Regions from separate parts of the Sus scrofa genome. Here region 1 is linked to region 2. The links are chromatin contacts, called in public promoter capture Hi-C maps. All regions are on one chromosome and are shown on one strand. Each heading gives the region's core, a stretch centred on a gene start, on an enhancer-like site or on the middle of the called end of the contact. The rest is flanking DNA. Distances are from core to core; before and after follow the strand shown. Region 1 holds the start of FAM19A3 (protein FAM19A3). Region 2 holds the start of WNT2B (protein Wnt-2b).

Region 1 (3,412 bases), core at 21-2,520, 200 kb before region 2:
GTAGGAGGTGTCTAAGAATCAATGCTGTCATCTCTCTGGCTAGGGAAGGAGCTGAAGGTCAAGGAAGAGTTCTTGGCCTTCAGGCCCTGCTGCTGAGACTGATGCTGGAAAGAGGTGCCTGTGAATACTGACCGAGGTCCTGAATCCTCTCTGCCTCCTCATCCTGGCCCCATCACACCTGCTTCCTGAACTTGACAGGAGTTGGCTCAGCTCTGCCACCCTCACCCCCATTCCCAGAGGCCCTAGCCCCAAAGCTTCTCCATTTCTCCCTAAGATCTCCCCTCCTTCAGCCTCCAAAGGGAAGTGGAGCTGAGGCAGGTAGGATAGTGGGGCCCAAGAGAGACGGAGAACCCATGCCCTAGCTTCCCAGAGTGAGAGCCCAGAAAGGACAATGAGGACAGAGGGTGGGAGTGCTATCAGTACTTCTAGGGTGGGTGTACTCCATAGGCAGAGAGCTTCTAGAAGTACCTCTTTTCTGAGGAGGTGTCTTCTCTCCCTGTCTCCATCAGAACACTTCGTTTTGATCATGACAAACGCAGCTGTGTCTTTTCTCTCTGAGCTGCCACCCCTCCCCTCTCTCCTATGGACCCCAATACCAGACCTGGGGTGGGCACTGGGGTGGGTCCTCCCGCCCTCTGTCCCCTCCCTCAGAGAGATCTAGAGAAAGAAGCTTCTGGGAGTTGTTCTCAGGCTTCCACGCTCGCGCCTCAGTTTCCCAGGCTGTTTCACCCAACCCCTGCATACTAGCATGGGCTGAGAATGAGAACCGCAAGATCCTCTAATCTTTCTCTGTCTTCTCCCGCCCCCGCCCCGCAACCGCTCAGTCCTCCCAATTCTGAACCCCCATCCTGGGACCTACCTGCCCCACGGCGGTGCCCACTCGTTACCCTACGATGGTTCCCACTGGTTCAACCCACCTGCCCGAGAGTCTCCTCGCCTCTGAGCCCTGGATAGAGACTCCGAAAGGGAGACTGCAGCCGGGAGCGGCCAGCTCGGTTGCTGTCTAGTCCGGAGCCCTGTCCCCTTCACCAAGTTGATGCGTCCCCGAGGCGGAGGGGCTCTGGCCAAACTAGCATCACGGTCATGCCGGGCCCGCTCTGGGCACCGAGGAGCTCCGGGCCCGCCCGGCCAGTTCTGCAGAGTTCAGCCAGGGTCCTTCCGAGGCTCCTGCCCGCAGGACCGCCAGCGAGCACACAGCGGCCACCGCCGCCTCCTCTTCCTCTCCGGGGGCCGCCCCCGCTTCGCCAGCCCTCCTCCCGCGTCACCGCCTCCTCCCGGACCGCGCGGGGCACCGCACACGGCGCTCAGTCCGCCCGGCGCTCCCAGCCGGGGCGCAGCGACCCCTGGCGGCCGAGGCGAGACCAGGTAAAAGAGGGCCGCAGGCCACCACAGCGCAGTCCAGTGGACCATCTACCTCCCTGGCGCTGCCAGGGTAACTCAGAAAGGTCGCTCAAAATTCTGGAGGGCCTGGGGTGGGGGTGCTTAGTGTGAGAAGTGATAGCCCAGATCTTCAGGAGTTCTGAGTCGAATATTCCCGAACTGCACTGTCCAATACTAGCCACCAGCCTTATGTAGTTACTTAAATCAAAATATAAATTAAACATCTTAAAGTAAGTTTCTCATTTACACTCACAATATTTCAAGTACTAAATAGCTACATGTAGCTAGGGACTACTGCATTGGGCAGAAAAGATGTAGAACATTCCTATTTGAGGAGTTCCTTGGTGGTGCAGTGGGTTAAGGATCTGGAATTGTCACTACTGTGGCTCAGGTTGCTGCTGTGGTGTGGGTTTGATCCCTGGCCCAGAACGTCCATAAACTGCAGGGGCACCCCTCCTCAATCCTATCTGAAAATTCTCCATAGCAATGCAGGTTGCTTTGCTAGCCCTCCATTGTTAAAATGCTAAAACCAAGAGGAAACAGCGAATGATCTCTGCCCTAGGAGTGGTGTCTTCTGGGACAGGAAGGACTAGGGGACAGGCAGACAGGATGGCTTTGGTAGGCTTGTGGCTGATGGGTATGAACTCCAACTTGGGGATGAAACTCTGGGACTCTTGTTTTTTGTTTCTTGTCTTTTTCTAGGGCTGCGCTGGAGGCATATGGAGGTTCCCAGGCTAGGGGTCAAATCGGAGCCACCGGCTTAAGCCAGAGCCACAACAATACGGGATCCAAGCCACGTCTGTGACCTACACCACAGCTCAAGGCAATGCCGGATCCTTAACCCACTGAGCAAGGCCAGGGATTAAACCTGCAACCTCATGGTTCCTAGTCAGATTCGTTAACCACTGTGCCATGATGGGAACTCCTCTTTTTTTTTTTTTTTTTTTTTTTTGTCTTTTTGTCTTTTAGGGGTGCACCGGGCAGCATATGGAGGTTCTCAGACTAGGGACTGAATCAGAGCTGTAGCTGCCAGCCTAAGCCAGAGCCACAGCAATGCAGGATCTGAGCTGCATCTGTGATCTACACCACAGCTCACAGAAATGCCAGATCCTTAACCCCACTGAGCGAGGCCAGGGATTGAACCCATGTCCTCATGGATGCTAGTCGGGTTCGTTAACCACTGAGCCATGAGGGGAACTCCTGGGACTCAGTTTCTCCACCATAAAAATTGTAATATAATTGCATTTGTATATTATATAATTCTTTAGAGGTGAGATTCTGGATACAAAAGTGTTAGACAGATGAAAGGGGGAGGTGGTTGTCTGTGAATTTGTCTCATAATTGAAGGACACTCCTATTAGTTTAAGAGTGCTCTGGGATTAGTTTAAGAGTGTAATGGGAAGGAGAGAGGCAAAGGGAAGAGGCCCAGTTCTGGGCTCTGAACCTCTGCATGGTCCCAGGACAAGGTCACCTGTCTTGAGGATGCCCAATTCCCGCAGCTAGCTGAGACTTCCCATGCCCTAGGCAGGACCAGCCTCTGAGCAATTCTCAGCAGAGAAGAATACCCCACAGGTCTGCTTCTTCCCACCCCACCCCCTTTTCCCTTCTCATTCGGTGCTACCTCAGGATGAATAGAGGTGGTGACCTCACCAGGTTCTGAGGCAGTCTGAGGATGGAGGAGGTATGATGAAGCCAGGAATAGGAGGTGAGAAGTTTAGAGAGAAGGGAGCCTTGGGATTTGCGTATGGTACTGGGTCTATTCTGGAGCCCAAGTGAGCTGTTAATATCCGTGGTGACTATCTGGTGCTGGAACGAGGAAGTCTCTGGGCCCTAGCTCTGTGGCCCACTTTCGGTCACACTATGATGGGTGTTGTAAGGAGTAGGGATTAGGGAGCGGAGTGACATGGAGAAGTGGTAAGCAAACTGTCCCAGAAACACTGAATAATAAAAATAGCCAGGATGTTATATATTTTTTTCTTCTGTCTCTGGCTTGCTGCTGCTGTTTATGCCACTTATCTGTGAGCTGGTTCCA
Region 2 (3,425 bases), core at 184-2,683:
AAACAGCTGGGCAGCTTTCCCGATCCAGAGGCCAGGGTGGGGGTCCTGCTGAGAAAGTGGAAGCCCCGAAGCCATTTCCTTCACCTTTCCACCCTTCCTCCTCTCCACCCCACGCCCCCCCCGGCCCCCCCGCCAGCTTGCTCACCGCCTAGGGGCGTGGTAAATTGGGAAGGGGTGTGGAGGTGGTGGCTGTAGAAATTGACTTCCCTCTTTCCTCAGCACTTCCTAAGCAGGCAGGTAGAGCTTCTGAAGGTAGGGTGGCCCTTACTGAGAGGTAAACAGAGTTTCCAGAGTCTGCCTGGGTTCTGGCCCCAACCCCTTCTCCAGCCTCAGTTTCTCCTGCGGAGCCCCTCTTTCCCAGGTGTCTTTAGTTAAACTATAAAGCCCCGGTGTAAACAACGCGCTGGAAGCTGCCCACCCTCTTCAACCCCAAACTCACTGTCAGTTCTTGGCTGGGGGGTTGGGGGTGGTCGGTGTTTGAGACTCGGAAGTGTGACCAGACAGGGTGCAGCTGGCTGCCAAGAGGCTGCAGACATCCCATAGGCAGATATGAGGGAGAAGGGCTGTGAGAGCCCATTATCCCCTCTCCCCATCTCTCACCCCTTTACCTCACTTTCTATGGTGGGGGTGGAGTGAATTCAATAATTCAGCAAGTATTTACCCCCTCCCACATGGCAGACTATGCTCGGCACATCAGTGAAGAAAGCAAAACACTTCCTGCGGGTGTGGAGTTTAACTTCTATTGGGAGAAGATAAGTAAAACATAGAGTATGTTAAAAAGTGAGAAACAATAGAGTTGTAACTAGGATGATCAGAGTAGACCTCATTAAGATGACATTCAAGCAGAGACTTGAAGACGGTGAGGGAATAAGCCAGTGGATTCTTGGTGAAGAGCACCCCAAGCAGACGGCACAGCCAGCAAGACAGAATTGGGAGTGGGCTAACTGCAGAGTGAGCTAGGGAGGAGGAGAGGACTTTAGACAGGTAACAGGGGTTATCCAAGTCATGCAGGGAAGAAGGTGCCCATCCTTGGGGTAGGTGGAAAGTAGGGGTTGGACTGGAGCTGATGGGAATGAACAAGGGGTGAATACAGAGACCAAGCGGGGCCCGCATGCTGGCCACATCCCTCACTGCCAACATGACTCTTCTCCCCTCTCCTTCCTTCTCTCTCTCTGTCCGGGAGGCTCCACTCAGCCCTCTCCTTAAAAAGAAGCAGACTCAGAGTTCCCATTGTGATGCAGTGGAAAGAAATCCGACTAGTGTCCATGAGGTATAGGTTCGATCCCTGGCCTGCCTCAGTGGGTCGGGGATCCAGCGTTGCCTGGAGCTGAGGTGTAGGTCACAGACTTGGCTCAGTTTCCACCTTGCTGTGGCTGTGGTGTAGGTCGGCAGCTGCAGCTCCAATTTGACCCCTAGCCTGGGAACTAACATATGCTGTGGGTGTAGCCCTTAAAAGCAAAAAAAAAAAAAAAAAAAAAGAAGAAGCAGATGAGCTTCCTGATAGGGACAGGTGAGGGAGAAAGTAGGCTCAGGCTCATTTCTGGCCAGGTCCCTTTCACTGGACCACTCTTTTACCTCCTCCCAGCCCAGCCCCACCCTGATGCTGGGCAGCAGTCTTTAAGCTCTGCAAGCTCTGGCAGCCTCTCCCAGGCTCCCCTGTGTGCATAGGCCTGGGTGTGACTCTGGCCCTGTGTTTATTTCTACATATGGGCCTGAGGTTGGAGGGTGGGGAGCTGGAGATGATCACATCAGCCCTAACCTTGGGTGGACTCGCCCACATGGGCCCCGAACTCACTTATGAGGCCCCTTCTTTGGCTTCAGCTGTCTTCATAGTCAAGTGGGACTGTGTCTTGGCACAACATAGATGCTCAACTACTAAAGCATGTTGCTGAGCTAAGGGGGCCCCCAGAAACACATCAGCAGCTTCAAGAGGGAGGGAAGTGGGTGAGGGGACAAGACTTCTCCCCAATGCTTACAGGCTACCTCTGCCCTAGAGTGGACAACCCAGGATGGGGCTTCACTCCTTCTTCCCCTCCCCTCAGAGCCCTCAACTCCCCAGGAGGAACCCCAGGCTGCAGGAGCCAGCTGACTGCAAGAACTGCACTCAACCACTTAACTTGAGAACAAATACGGAGCCAGAGAAGAGGTTTTCTGGGATCTGCCACTTTGGACTTCAAATCTCAAAATAAACTTCCAGCCTCAAGGTCCTAAACTCTACTGGAGAGCTCAGCTCCTCACGCAAGGGCTTGTTGTGGGGCTTCCAGGCAGAGGGTCAAGGCCAGAGGCTCAAACTAGCGCCTGACCTGCTCTTCCCTCCCATCCCCCACCTCCACTCCATCGTAACCGGAGCCAGGGGAGGAGTCGCTGATTTGGGAGTCAAGTTCTGGTCGAGAGGGCCCCTGCCTGGAGTCAAGTCAGCACTTACTGAGGTCCTGCTGTACACTGAGCACTGGCTAGGGCATCCTAAAAGACAGGAGTAAAAGGGTCTCACCCCCAAGGCATTTACATGCAAATGCAATAAAGCCATCTAAAGGCTGGGATGATAAGGCTCTGCTGTCTGCTGAGGCAGAAAAGGCCTGAGGGAGAATCCCAGGACTACCCCCCCCCATCTTTTTCCACTATTCTCAGCTGTGTGTGGCTCAGTGATTTTGAATTTTTACTGGCCCTTGGATGGGAATGGAGATGAGCTAAGGGGAGTTTGGGTGTAAGTAAACAGCTCTTACTCCACCCGGGTCTACCCCCCTTGGAGGCCCCGCTTCCCTGGGCCCCTTTGGTGATGACCTTCTCTTCTTCCCGGTGGGTGGGAGGTGGTGTGGATGGTAATGAGCAGAGAGAAAAGCTGAGAAGGGGCTGGGGGGAGGTTTGGATAGGAGTCAAGGAATTCCTGAGACTGCTGCTTGCACAGGGGGCCCTGAGACGCCTTTGCTGAGATTTCTTTGCAAACCTAGGCAAGTCTCATTTGAAGTGGGGCCAGGTTCACCCAGACCCCTAGTGCCCCCAGCTCTTGTTCTTCCTCTCCCACCACCCCAGGCAGGTGCCTAGGGAAGAGCAGGGAGTTTGGGAAGAACCCAGGGGCTTTTAAGGAGGGTGAGATGGGGATCAATGCTTTGTACACAGCCTGACGGGCCTCTCCTTGGTATTTATGAGCTCCCAGGCGAAGCATTGGACTTGTCTCAAAGAGGCCAGGCCAAGAGGGCTTTGGAGGAAGGAGCATCTGCCCCAAACCAGGGGAAGGCTTTCAGTGGGGCAGGGCTAAAGACAGAGACCCTCTCTCTCCCAGCCAGTGGCCAAATGGGGGTAGACCAATCCCCAAGGGCCCCTGCGAAAGGAAAAGAGAGAGCTAAGGGAGAAGGGGAAGCGGAGGCCTGAGGAGGCGGAGCCCCGGGGGTCTGGAGCCTTTTAGCACTTTGGCTGTAATCAGACCG

The links. Promoter capture Hi-C pulls out the DNA fragments that hold promoters and counts their contacts.
Region 1: a contact with region 2 is called in a promoter capture Hi-C map of fetal skeletal muscle, with 5 times the contacts expected there. The contact joins the promoter of FAM19A3 here to the promoter of WNT2B in region 2. A contact is called at or near these places in 1 of 5 promoter capture datasets (fetal skeletal muscle) and 5 of 47 Hi-C or Micro-C datasets (fetal heart ventricle, liver, omental adipose tissue and 2 more).

The regions. Positions count from the first base shown.
Region 1 is chr4:107,718,085-107,721,496 of Sscrofa11.1, forward strand. FAM19A3 (protein FAM19A3) reads right to left here and starts at 1,271. Exons shown (of 8, transcript XR_001303450.2): 1 at 918-1,271.
Region 2 is chr4:107,921,910-107,925,334 of Sscrofa11.1, forward strand. WNT2B (protein Wnt-2b) reads right to left here and starts at 1,434. Exons shown (of 5, transcript XM_003125849.5): 1 at 1-1,434. All of the region lies in intron 14 of ST7L (suppressor of tumorigenicity 7 protein-like), which reads left to right.